Linked DNA regions of Mus musculus: all the other regions are linked to region 1. Evidence: chromatin contacts called from public HiChIP or PLAC-seq and promoter capture Hi-C data. All regions are on one chromosome and are shown on one strand. Each heading gives the region's core, a stretch centred on a gene start, on an enhancer-like site or on the middle of the called end of the contact. The rest is flanking DNA. Distances are from core to core; before and after follow the strand shown.

Region 1 (4,387 bases), core at 1,166-3,665:
CTAGGAGCAGGTGACAAGGCCTGAGCCAGAGCCCAGGTCCATGTGGCACTCACTCTAGTTTACCTTTCAACAGAATAAGAACCTAGAGCAAGACAGTGCACAGAATCCGCCTCTGGGCCAGCCCACTTGTGATGTCCCCCCATGAAGTCCTACTGTGACCTCAGGTTCTGCTCATCACTTAAGCCGTGTGGCGTCGGTCAGCAGAATAGTGTGGGTGAGGTTGAAACAAGTGGACATTCTGAGCAGAATAAAAGTCCAGGCTAAAGAGGGCTCCGTGGTTAAAAAAAACAAAGCAAAGCAAAGCAAAGCAAAGCAAAGCAAAGCAAAGCAAAGCAAAGCAAAGCAAAGCAAAGCAAAACAAAATGTCTTCTATCTCATGCAGAGGGCCCGGATTCAGTTCCCAGCACCCACTTCAGTCATCTTACAACTGTCTGTAATTCCAGCTCAGGGAGGTCTGTGACCCTCTTTTGGCCTCTGAAGTCACTTTGCACTCATGTGTGCACACACATGAACACACACTCGCACAGATACCCAGGCATATACATACTTAAAAATTACTTAGGAAAAAGACCAGAAATCCATAAGAATCAAAGAAATTACACTAGGGTATATGCACAATGTCAAAATTTCCTAAACCTGGGACACCTACTCTCCGTGTGTTCCTGCGTTGCTCTAGGCCTTATTTTTATGTTTTGAAATGTATTTTGAAAATCATTTTCACTTTATATGCACGGGTGTTTTGCCCGAGTGTATGTCTGAATGGGAAGGTGTCCAGGATTATTTTCTGAAAATGGCATTTTATGACAGGTCATGGATCCCAGCTGCCTCGGGTGCAGAAGAAATGTTCTGAGGGAGATCCAGAGGGCGAAAACCCAGGGGTAAGAATTCCTGGCGTCTCCCCTTCACCGCCTCTTGAAAGCAGGGTCCTTTACAAATATCATTGCATAGGAGGAGCAATATCTGGCAGGTCCTGTGTACACAGCTCTGTGTTTCTTCCGATGTTTGGAAGGCAATGTCTCCTAGCTGGGCAGATAGCAGGAGGATCTGCTTAGAAAGAAGTGATGAGGGAAAAAAAAGGAAGGAAGGAAGGAAGAAAGAAAGGAAACAAGGAAAGAAGGAAGAAAGGAAATGAGCCCTCAGGAGGATAGGAGGATCCCGATTTTTAGACTTCCATAAAATCCAGGGGATTGGGGTGGGGCGTGAGAAACCTTGAGCCTCTGAAGTCCAGCCCCCTCTGTTCACCATGGAGACCGGGCCACTCCCACTCGGGGCCTGAGGCTGCTGCAGAACTTCACAGCCCTGCATGCAAAGCTGAACTAGATTGCAGGAGGGGAGGGATGGGGGTGGGGGTTCCCACCTTGCCCCTCCAGCTTAGCGCCTCCTGCTCCTGATGGTGTTAGAAGTATCTTGGCTCTAAGAGAAGCCTACTGTCCCCTCAGAAGCCTCAAATCCTGGTCCCTGAGAAGGAGGGGTGAAATGTGTGAAAACAGATATCTGGTTAAGAAAACTGGGTTTAGGAAACGATGGAATATTGAAAGCCGGGGGAGAATGTATTCAGAGAAAGGGAACTTTCCCGGGCTAACCAATAGGATCCCATGTCTGATAGGAAAACAAACAGGCAGAACTAACTATCTATGCTTGCCAGGAAAAAAAAAATGGGACAGGCGAAAATTAAAATATGTTTGGTGTTGTGTCTTGGAGACGAGTCCATGTAACTGATTCTCGTATTTATTTCTGAAGTTCCGGTTAAGGCTCCCATCTGGATTCTCTTTCTCGCAAGGCACACTATGCCTGCTTTCCCTACTGGAAGGCCATCCTGTCCTCACAGTAAGCTAGGGGCGAAGGTGATAGTCCCCCCCCACCCCCCACCACCACTCTATAGGAGAGGAAACCGAGGCACAGAGAAGCACAGAGAGGCTGAGACCAGCCTTAAAGAGTAGCTGAGATGCCAAGGACAAGACTCCAGAATTAGAGCACTAAAAAAGTACCCCTGCAGCCTGGGATGGGGGACACCTCCAAAGGTCCCGTTTTTTAAACAATTTACTACGGATACAACCAAAGGGATAGGAACTAGAGACAGGGAGTCTCCGTGTGGTCACCACCCAGCTTGAAAGAAAGCCTTACATGAGGCGAGGAGGACGCAAGAAAAGGATGGACTGCTTAGGAAGAGGAATCCGTCCCAGAGCCACAGGTCTCAACAGGCTCGCGCGTGCTGGCATGGGTGGGCGCGTGCACGTGCACAGCACATGCGCACATGCCCATGCTCGCACAGACCTCTAGGCTCCACTGGGGCAGCCCCTGGACTGGTCCCCAACGTTGATGGGGAACCGCAGCTGCCCTCCCCCTCCCGCCCCCACGGCTGCCTTCCTCCTTCCTCTTTCTACTACTGCCCTGCCCTTCCCCAGAAGGCTTCTTTATAGGTCTCAGGTTCCCATCCGAGGCCTTGTGGTTTGGGCTGCCCTAGAGGACATGACCTGGGCCCCTGACAACGTGCGGAAATGGTCAGCCCTGTTGCTGCTGGCCATCATTGGCACAGCCCTGACAGCCGCCACCGACCCTGGCTTCGTGGCCATGATCTCCCAGAAGGGTCTGGACTTCGGTAATTGGATGCCTTTCTCTCTTCCTCCCCTTCCCTGACAGGGCACTTAGGGTGCACAGCCCTTTAAATCGGATGCCTGGCAAGTTCACTGCTTCCCCCCCCCTCCTATTTTACATAGAAAGAAACTAAGGCACCGTCTCATAGGACTAGAAAAGTGTCAGAGCTGGGACTGGATCACACTACTCTAGAAGATTCCAAGTGCCCCGGGGCTCTGAGGGTCCCCACGGTCCCTTCTCTCTACACCGTGACATTTCTAGGCCTTTTCTTTCCAAAGTCAGTCGTCTGCCTTACCTCCTTTGTTAGAGACTAAGCAGGCAGGGGGTGCCGGGGGGCGCCTCCAGTGAGATGTACACACACTGCGGGCAGACTCTGGGAAAGCTACCCCAGGCTCCTCCCAAAGGCCAGGCAGGTAACAACTCCGCTCACCTGCTTCTCTGCCAGGCGCCTCACAGATCCACCGGTCCCATTCTTCCATTGCAGGACTGGGTGGGTGGGACACAGCACTCCTGCAGGTGAGGAGTCTCTAGCAAAGGCGCTCTAGTCCTCACTGAAGCCCTTCTTGGGGCCGCTTAGTGCTGCCTCCTGGTGGCAGAGAGAGGAACTGCAGAACTCAGGGCGATCCTAGTTCAGATCAGACCAGGTTGGGTGGGGGGGCGGGGCAGGTCCCAGGGGATCTGCTTTCCTATCCCAGAACGCATGTTCCAGGCCATGCAGGCCATCGCAGGGATGCAAACAGATTCCCCCATGAACGTCGATGAGGATATGGTTGTGTTTAAATCCAGAGCTGGTGTGTGTGTGTGTGTGTGTGTGCGCGCGTGTGTACATACATGTCACATGAGTGCATGGGTGACTGACAGCTTTTGTGGGAGCAGAGGCTCAGCTCCAGTGTCCCATGTGGCAACTGGAGTGAGTTTTTAAAAAATGCAGCAAGCCTATTATTCATTTGTATGCCCACATCCAAAGGTTGAACTTGGGGAACAAGAAGCCTTGATCTCCCATCTTGACTCTACCATATGTCAGCAGTGAGCTCTTGACCAGAGCACTAGGGTGTGGGAGGGAAGGGAAGGACCCCCTTCCTAGGATTGCTCAGCTTGGCAGGGAGCAGTGCTGGTGGATGGGAAGACCCCCGTGCTTTTTACTGTTACTACTGCTGGTTATAATGGCATCTGGGCTGGTTCCTGGCAAACTGGAAGCTACCTCAGGTCACCTCTCTGCCTCCCTCTTCTCCCCTCGGGGGCATGGTTGCCTGTTAATTGGTGCTGTTAGCCACATGATCACTGGTAGCAGAATTCCTGCCTCTGGGACATTCATTTATTTACCCAACAAATAGTACATGCCGGGCACCACGGTAAATACCAGAGACACACTGATACATAAAAGCTGGCATGGCACCAACTTCGGGAGATGTCCATTTAGCAAGGGAGCGTGACATCAATCAGAGTCGTGGGAACAGATGCGTAGTTACAAAGAATGGGTGCTCCAAATGAGACACTAAGGCTGTGAAGATGCTAAACGTCTGTGTCAGGGAAGCTTCCTGAAGAACTGGCGATGGAACAGAGGAGAAGTTGAACAGGTGGCTAGCAGGAGCCGCGTGTGCAAAGGTCCTGTAGTCAGAGTCTGGAGGCTATAGAGGTGTTCATCAGTGGGACTGCAGTCCAGAGGGAGGTGTGGAGAGAGAGATACTTGACCGACTGTTTGGGGTTGTTACATCTGAGCAGGATTGACAAACTACAGCCCGCAGGCTCAGTGTGGCTTGCCGTATATTTCTGAATGACCTATGAGCTAGGA
Region 2 (4,387 bases), core at 1,355-3,854, 490 kb before region 1:
ACAGCCAAACACTGGACAGAGTTCAGGGGCTCTGAAGAGTTGAGGGAAGGATTGAGGCCCGAAGGGTAAGGTTTCAAAGGTCTCATGCTATTCTCAGTGTGTCTTTGTCTGTGTCCTTGTAGATTGAGATGTGAACTTGCAACTATTCCTGCGGCTGCCCATGCCTGTGAACTCTCACTCCCTGGAACCATAGGTCCAGTCAAACCACCTTCTTTTATAAGTTGCCTTGGTGGTGCTGTCTTATCATGGCAGTAGAACAGCAGCTAAAACACCCTATAAGTAAAATTGTCGTGTGGCTACACGTGTAGGAGAGACGGAGGGAAGGGGAAGGCTTGGGAGTGAAACCGGGGTGTGGGGAAAGGGAGAGAAGAACGATCGATCACTCAGTAATCAAAGATGAACATGTGAAGGGGATAAGAAGACCTTAAAATATGGTAAAGTAGACAGCTGCTCCAAGAGTAGCCAGGGAAGGATGGGGAGCACAGGGCTGAGCGAGAAGGCGACCTGGCACTGGACACTCTGCACAGACCCTGCTGCCATCGCACGTGGGCAACAGTCCATTGGACTTTGGGTGCTTGTCTTCCTGGTGGCTTATGCTGATGTTGAACCAATACGGCCCAAATGTCTGATGTTCCTCAGAACTGTCTTCTTTTACGTGGTTTCCCTTCTCTGGGTGACCACACTTCTCTCACGCCTCCTGGAGTAGCTAATCTTCTCGTATGTGTGTGGGGACGAGGGGTGTCTCTCAAGGCACTGAGAATATTGGAAGCATCCATAGCCTTGAGATATGCCCAAGCAGAGGCAGTCTTTCTGCTTTCAAGACCTCCAAAGTATTGCTGCAGGGATGCAGCTCTGTGTAGCCTGCAGGAGCTTCAGGGTTCATGCTACAGGCAGTAACTGGCAGCTCTGTGGCTCCACCTGTTGAGCTGTGTCTCAGGGGTCTTAGCTGGTGAGTACTGTTCCTGGCAACCAAGGGCGGGTTACCCTTCCCTGTGCACTCCACTGTCTGAGCCAAGCTTTCTATAGACTGCACTTTTGGCTTGTCAGTCTGGCCCTTCCGCTCTCTACAAACTCCCAAAGCTCATGGAGGGCTGTGGCAAATTAATTTCAGGCTGAGACTTGTGGTTGTGCCTTTGTTCCCCAGCTTCCAGGGTTGTACAGTTCAAACAGTGGGTTCTCTTTCAAGATGCCAGGTCCCTGTACGTGGAGTCAGTCACAGAGACAAAATTCACTGCCAACCTGTCTGCCAGAGCACTCACTGTCTCACTAACCTGGAAATTGGTTTGAAGCTCATGAGTTCTGTGTGCTTCTCCTAAAGATAGTGGGTTTGTTAGTGTCTCCCCCACAGAGCCGCCCAGCTTACCTTAAGGTCTTCTACTGCCCACCCCACCCCCCATGCTGGAAGCTGGTGGTTGGAGCTGAGTTGGGCTGGAGCCTCTTTAGTGCGTTGCCTGTCCTCTTCTCCAGCTTTGCAGGGATCCTGCCTTCTCTTTTTCTCTCTTTGCAGTAGGTTCTGTTGTTTCCTTCTGCTGACCGATCTCTTGAATCAGGTCTTTGGAGGGAGATTGCTATTTTGCCATCTTACCTTCGGTTTTGATGTTACCATATTTCCTCTCATTGTGGACAGTAGACTGCCCAGTAGTTACCGTGGCCTCTGTACTTTTATTGATTGATTGGTTGATTGGAATGGCTGGGGGCTCTATATTTTGGGGTAACTTTCCCTCAGGATTTGAAGAATTCTTGGTACCTTTTTTTTTTTTACCTTGGAAAGACAGGTAGATGTCGTTGGTATAGTGTATAGCACAGCAGCCTTCCAAAAATACAAGTTAGTAGATGGCCACAATTCACTGATATTTTTCAAGTTTTAATTCTTGTGAATTTGCAAAAGCAAATTATATATGCACTTAAGTATTCCCTAAAAGTACGTGTGGCCTGCTGGCTTCTCTTGCTGGTTCAGCACTAAGTTTACATGAGACTTTTTGGGAAGTGGTCTGTTTAGTCGTCCCCACAGCCTTTTGGTGGGTGGAATTTTCTGTCTCTGATTGCTTTGATCTCTAATTATGAATTTTGGCTTATGGTAGTTGCAGTGGAAGAGACTATGAGCCTTTTCAGTTGTGCCTTGAGCAAATTTGCAAGGGAGCCCTGATGTTAACTTTGGCAGGTTTCATGCCTGCAAATATTGATTGAGCCAGAAGTCCTCACTGTAAAATGTCACCAGCGAATGTGCAGTCGGTGCAGGCAGGGGGAACTCATTACCGCAGCTCGTCTGCAGCTTCTGGGTCAGGCCTCTCACTACCATCTGGTAAGAAGGAATGTTTGAAAACTACCTTTTATTCCGACAAAAGGTAATCAGGAGAGGTTAACAGCCGATGATTTCTGAGCAGTTCAGATTGGTTAGACCGATCTGTCCCCAAGCTCGGGCTGCGACATTCCAAATGTCTAATTATCTCACGGGGTATTAGAACATTTTAAAATGATGAAATCCCAAAGTCATGGTAGGAGGAATTTAATTATGTGCATGCTCCCCTCTCTCCTCTGTGCCGCACACCCCTGCTTTCCTATTGGAAGCGTTTACTCCGAGGAAGAAAAAGCAGCAGAAGAGGAAGCGGCAAATGGGATCACTGTCTTCAGATGAAGCTGATGGTTAAAGCCCATATGTGAGTCAGGCTAGGCTTGTCCTTCAAGGGCAAGGACCAGGGAAGGCGACTGATTGTAGGGCGGCTGAGCTTTCCTCGGTGTGGTAAACTGAAGGAAGGATCCAAAGATGGGGAGGGACACTTAGGGAGGACTATGTGTGGTCCACAGAGGTGTCCGGAGAGTCCCAGCCCATATCTGCCCAGAAACGTTTTCTAAGAGAAATCAGACGTCAAGTAGATGACCATTGTGTGACATGGAAGATGCCTGAGCCCATAGACTCACTCTAGTGAGAGCCCTGGCAAGGGGAGGTCAGGCATTTGCTGTCCAGTGGCTACAGAGTCAAGTAGAGCTCAAAACAAACCAAAGGGGGAAAAAACATCAGGAAGCGAGGTTGTCATTGACTCTCGCTTATGTATCCTTCCTCTTCCTCTGTCACAGCTGCCAAAATACAAGTGGGGAAGGTTACCTGGTAAATATTTTTGATAATCAAAAGTACCCTCCCTTTTATTTTTGTTATTTTCCTCCAAGTGATAGTGGGGATTGAACTCTGCCACTGAGCTACACGTCTTGCCCAGGAACCCACATTTTAAAGCCTATTTATGTTCAAAGCCTCCTTCTACCTTGCTGATTTTCAATCAAAGGTGGGGAGCTCTGTGGATAGCACCATACCCTATGCTATAGAAACATCACCTTTATGAGTAGATAAATGCTCGGAAATGTCTATGAAGGGGGTTATTAACCTCCATTTAGAGTTAAGTTACCCTCTAGGATTCAAGTAGAGGGAGCAGGGTTTGAGTTTAGAAAAGCCTGACTGCAAACCCATTCTTCATTTAGGATAGCATTGTTGAAACAGAGCTGATCACTGGCTCTGGCCATCAGATGATGTCTGCTAGCTACATACATCTCTCCTCTCTTATCGTGGGGGCCAGTCCATGTTCTTATATAATAGGAGCTTGGCCTACTGACTCGTGGTGTCCTCAACATTCTCTTCTCTGTCTTCCAATTAGTCTTGGGTGAGAATGGAAAAGGAAATGAGCCTTGCACTCTTGCTCACCATAGACAAGTTGGGTTAGAATTCCTAGTTAAGACATTTCTGTCTTACACTTCATACTTCTGAGTTCTTCCTAGCGTTTAATACTTGAGCAACAGCATATCACACCTCACTGGATAGACCCTTTTCTGAGGTTATCTGAGCTTCTTGTTGCCAGGTGAAGAATTTGTGGTTTATTTCAAGGTCATGAAGGGCTTCTATTGATGTTTTCTAGTTCCCATATGGAATTGGGTGAGTTTTTTTTCCCTCTGTCATTGTGAAAGTGCCTTTCATGAATTATCTCCTGAGCCAGGTAACTTGGAAGGCTGCACTATCTTTAGACACATGAACATGCATTTTTACTGTTGTATCCCAGTGCACATGTGCTGTGCATTAATAATTGCACTGTACCTTTTCATAATTTATCATAATGATACCATTATTGCTTACTATAGAAGTTCTTTCCCCACCCCCCACCCCTAAGTCTAATTGAGGTCGAGACAGACCATAAATGTGATAATACAGATTGCACGCCCAGAGGAAATGGAGTGGGTTTCATAGTGGAGTTTTAATTTAGGCTTCGTTCTGGTGATGTAGCCTCTTCCTATGGTACATTACTTTGAGTCCAATATAACTGCATGTTCCCACAGCCCCTCATTATAGCTGCAGCTTCTCACTGCTTTTTAATTAAAAAAAATAGAGAGGGGGAAATGAAACCTA
Region 3 (4,387 bases), core at 1,013-3,512, 450 kb before region 1:
CTCTCTTCAAGATTCTAGAAGGAATCCTGACTTTGGTATCGCTCCTTGGCAGATGTGTGTATTCTGTAGCTACTGTGGGTTTCCTACCGACCTCAAAAGGTGACTCAAGTAAGAGCTGGAAGTATGTTTTACCCAATGCCTCATGCCCTGTTTTTCCATCATGTGTAGGTACTGCTGAGGCAGAGCTTGGGGAAGGAGAGGTGGGATGATGACCATGAGAACCTTGCATTCACCAGCTTTGTAACCCTGCCTTTTCCTTTGTGCCACTCATCTCTGGCTTGCCCAGCCGGGGTCAGGACTAACTTGGGGTTAGGAAGCCATTAAGACCCCTTCCTTGCCTCGGAGTGCCTTGAAGAGGCCATGGGTTGAGAGAGCACTGCAGGCTGCCAGTTCTGCACTCAGTTTGCTCATTTGAATGGAGAGCTGTGACTAGGGGAATGGGGACATTTGGGGATTGACCTGTGATGTGTTCTTCTCTTCCTTTGCTTCCTATTCCCGCAGGTGGACGGGCAGGTGGCCGCATTGTTGGTGCAGAATCTGGAGCGCCTGGATGAGTCTGTGAGGGAGGAGGCTGATGGCGTCCACAACACCCTAGGTGAGGGGCTGGCACCAATTAACAACCAAATGGGTTTTGGTTTTTTTTTTTCCCCTATACTCCAAAGCTGCCTTTTAAAAATGAAGACCCATGTGTGCATTTCATGTAACTACAGCTTTGATTTGGTATATAGGCAATAAAAGCTGAAATCCACTAAGTAGGTACCCATCCAAGAGAAAATATAAAATATGCTGGCTCCTAAATTTTATTTTAAGATTTTACTGTTTCTAATTATGTATATATGTATGTTGGGGAGTGTTTGCACATCATTGTGGAGGCCAGGAGATCCTTGTTGGATTTCCTGTGCTAGAGTTAAAAGTGGTAGACCCTCTGATATAGGTGCTGGAAAGCAAACCCAGATCTTTGCAAGAGCAATATGAACACCTCTCCTTAGCAGCCTTTGCCTCCAAAAGTTAAGATGAAATCCTTGTGGGGCCCTTTCTGCCCTAGGAAGCAAAGTTTTAAATTTGTGGGTGATCTCGTGTCAGCTTCCCTCACCCACTTCCTTCAGTGGAGCTGCAGGTGTTTGCACATCTGTGGACATTACAAAAAGGTATTTGCATTGAAAGAGCCAGTGTTTCCTTGTCTTTGGTACAGACGGCTTGGCTAAGTGAGTTAAAATACTTCCAGCGACTCTGCTGCCCGAGTCCCATTCATTTCAGTGCATTCTTCTACAGTCCTTTCCTTCTCCCTCAAATCTCTCCAGCTTCTCCCTTCGCACAGTTGCCATATTTAAAGTCATGCCTTTGGGCAGGCCGCTTCCTCCCTGGCTGCTATTGTGTTAAACCAGCGGTGGCATCTTTGCAAGCTGAGCTCCAGCAATGAAGGGGGCCGAGCTGAAACAGGAGTTTCTATGAGATTAGTTTCCCTCCCGGCTCCTCTGTGCTTACTGCAGATCTCCCTTGTAGTGCTAGACTCTTCAGTGTGGATTATTGTAAAGAAGAGGGAAGATGGGCACCCAGGGAGTATGAGAGGGGAACACGACAGCCTGCGGTTGGGAGCTGGCTCTAGTGCAGAGGCAGAAGTTGGCATTGCCATCTGTCAGCCTAATGCTGGATTTTGCAACATGGAAAGCTTATCAAAAGTCTTAGCTGGCTGTTCATAAAAAGGCCCTGGTGTGGTAGGAAAGCGCAGCTCTGGCAAATCTGCCTGGTCTCTGCTCAGGCACCTACCACACTCAGATTCATGCCTCCTCCTTCCCACTCCTTGGGTGCCTGGTGTTTCTCAGACACAGTACTGGGAGCTAGGGCAGATCAGGAGGAGTCAGGCATGACTAATACAAGGGTGCTCTCATGGGAAAGCCCAGGACAGAGGAAGGAGTGCCAGTGACAAGAGCTATGATTAGTGTCAGTAAGAACATCCTAGAGACTGAGAGCAAGGGCCTTGAGTGTTGCAGGGGAGCTGACTGGGGCCCTTGGCCTGTGGAGGAGTCCGTGGCTGTCTTTGGCTAAGTCAAGCGAGGCTGTGCTTCTGGAAAATGAGGGCGGGAGGTGGGGTTGGGGCAGTGAGATCAGGGAGTGAGTCTGTCCAGAGTTTGGAAGACCCTGTGAACCATGGCAGGAAGTGTGGCTTTGTTTCTTGTGTGTAACAGGAGATCATGTGTAGTACGAACAGAACAAGATAAAATGAACAAGTGCTTGATTGAGAGAGACTGTTTGGTCTCTTGAGTCCCTCTGCTGCTCACTGTCAGCATGTGTCCCCTCCCTCATGACTGCCCGATCTCCTTTCAGTGGCTCTTGAGGAACCTGGCTTGGGTGAAAGAAAGAGCCTGGCTCTTGAGGAGCCTGGCTTGGGTTTCTTTGGCCCTTGCTCCTTCAGAATCCAGGCACAGCAGCACGCTCTGGATATTATGCTTTGAGAACACAGAACAGTGTCTGCCTTGTGAGAGTGGCCTGTTGTAAGATAGGAAGCAGAGGGGCCCTGGAGGGAAGGAAAGCATTTGATGTGGTAAGGGCAGTGGTGGTTTTTTTTAATGCTCTTCTTCTTGATGTCATAGCATGTAATAGCTTTTTTCCCTTTGCCTTCTAACTTTTAATTTTCCTATTAAGTCACACTTTGACTGTTGTAGGAGATAGCAGGACCAATTATTTGCTTCCCGATAGCTGGCAGCTACCTCTGCCGTCATGGCCTTTCCCCTCTGCACGCGTTAGTGTGCTCAATTAAGAAGATCATGCTCACCTCCCTGCCAGTGTCTTGGTTTTCATATGAATCACAATACCACAATGTGTGTGTGTGTGTGTGTGTGTGTGTGAGAGAGAGAGAGAGAGAGAGAGAGAGAGAGAGAGAGAGAGAGAGAGAGAGAAGAGAGAGAGAGAGAAGAGACTACCTGGCCCTAGGAGACCCTGCCCTAGCCTGACTAGCTGCAGACCTCTGGGACTGAGCGTGCTTTGCTAGGCAGCTCTCCACCCATCAGCGTGCTCTGCTCTGGAGTCACCTCTATTAGCATAAAAACCCATCCCTCATCTCTTCTGCGAATTCCGTCATTTTCAGTTATGACTTCTACTTGTAACATAACTTGAAGAAAAAGGGGAAAAAACATAGCAACTCCTTGGTTAATCTAAAAGTGACAACAGCATCTGTTGAGTAGAATACAGGGAAGTGGGACAAAGGCTAAAGTGCTTGTCATGGGAAGTGGGCTTGATGCGAGTAGGAGCAGAGAGATGCTTTCCCAGGTGACTGGTGTCTGTCTCTTTCAGCTATTGTGGAGAATATGGCCGAGTTCCGTCCGGAGATGTGCACAGAGGCTGCCCAGCAGGGACTCCTGCAGTGGCTGTTGAAGAGGCTGAAGGTAAGGGAGCCAGTGGCCCTGCCACCCATATGTCTCTGCTCTGGCTGTGGCTGGTGCCATGGTGTCGATAGACATCCTCCGACCTCCACATGTCTAGTTTGGGAAGTTTCTGGCCCTTTTGTTGCTTGTCTCCATCCCCAATAATCTTTTTGAGTTCTACTTTAAAAAAGCATCTGTTGTTAACAATATCATATATATTCTTTTAGAAAATTTCTGAACATACATAGGAGCTAGTGTTGTATGTTGACGTAAAAAGAATTATATAATGTTTTCTTATGCAAATTGTTTTTTCACTGAACTAATGATAGCCTAGTGTTCCATTGGACAGAAGTACCAATATTATTATTATTTTTTTTTTGAAATAGGGATTCATGTAGTCCAGGCTGGCCTGCAGTTCAGGAGACTTTGAACTCCTGATCTTCTTGCCTCTCCTTTCCATGTGCTGGGATTACATGTGTGTGCCTCCCTGCCCAATTTATGCAGGAGTGGGGATTGAACCCCTGGCCTTGTGCATGCTCAGCCATCACCCTAACAACTGAGCCACATCCTTTGCCGGGCTCTCAGTTTTAATTTTGACTGTTATAAGCAGTTTATAGTGGGTATCACATCTGAACACTATTCTGGTGCACTTAGCTTATCTGTGTGTTAAACCCCTACTAGTGGAACATTCAGGCCATAGGGTATTTGCATTAACGTTTGAGGCAGGTGTTGTAGAATTGTCACCTGTCAAGTTTGCCCTGCTGGCCACTCCCCTGTTGCTCCCGGGAATACCAGGCATCAACATACTTAAGGCTTTCGTGCACTTAGAAGTGAACATTGATGCTAGGCTACTTCAATTTACATTTTTAAATCAAAGAATGTGTATTGGCTTCCAGTTGCTTAGTAGCCATTCATGGGCTTGGGGAAGTGGTCCAGCAGGTAGGATGCCTGTACCCAGCTGTAGTCCCAGCCCTAGGAAGTGGAGGCAGAAGGATCAGAAGTTCAAAGTCACCCTCTACTACACA

What was found. Promoter capture Hi-C pulls out the DNA fragments that hold promoters and counts their contacts. HiChIP or PLAC-seq counts read pairs in DNA pulled down with a chosen protein or histone mark.
Region 2: a promoter capture Hi-C map of hippocampal neurons shows a contact between it and region 1, with 2.1 times the contacts expected there. The contact joins the enhancer-like site here to the promoter of Bpi in region 1. A contact is called at or near these places in 5 of 39 promoter capture datasets (3T3-L1-derived adipocytes, the C10 cell line, embryonic stem cells and 2 more) and 1 of 115 datasets of contacts at active chromatin or transcription factors (pancreatic cancer cells).
Region 3: a contact with region 1 is called in an H3K27ac HiChIP or PLAC-seq map of microglia, with 6 times the contacts expected there. The contact joins the enhancer-like site here to the promoter of Bpi in region 1. A contact is called at or near these places in 4 of 39 promoter capture datasets (the 3T3-L1 cell line, the C10 cell line, embryonic stem cells and 1 more), 1 of 115 datasets of contacts at active chromatin or transcription factors (microglia) and 1 of 9 other capture datasets (embryonic stem cells).

Annotation. Positions count from the first base shown.
Region 1 is chr2:158,255,826-158,260,212 of GRCm38.p6, forward strand. Bpi (bactericidal permeablility increasing protein) reads left to right here and starts at 2,416. Exons shown (of 15, transcript NM_001356542.1): 1 at 2,416-2,599. The coding sequence starts at 2,470. Gm34571 (a long non-coding RNA gene) reads right to left here and starts at 3,154. Exons shown (of 3, transcript XR_866913.1): 1 at 3,026-3,154.
Region 2 is chr2:157,764,582-157,768,968 of GRCm38.p6, forward strand. The region is part of intron 1 of Ctnnbl1 (catenin, beta like 1); the gene reads left to right. Among named protein-coding and RNA genes, the nearest start is that of Ctnnbl1, 29 kb to the left of the region's middle. Within about 2 kb of position 2,605, at least 12 of the 459 cell types and tissues checked have an H3K27ac peak or open chromatin away from gene starts, as enhancers often do. A contact at or near this core is called in hippocampal neurons, where this site is marked.
Region 3 is chr2:157,806,174-157,810,560 of GRCm38.p6, forward strand. It overlaps Ctnnbl1 (catenin, beta like 1), which reads left to right. Exons shown (of 16, transcript NM_025680.4): 6 at 502-595; 7 at 3,292-3,383. Among named protein-coding and RNA genes, the nearest start is that of Ctnnbl1, 71 kb to the left of the region's middle. Within about 2 kb of position 2,263, at least 76 of the 459 cell types and tissues checked have an H3K27ac peak or open chromatin away from gene starts, as enhancers often do. A contact at or near this core is called in microglia, where this site is marked.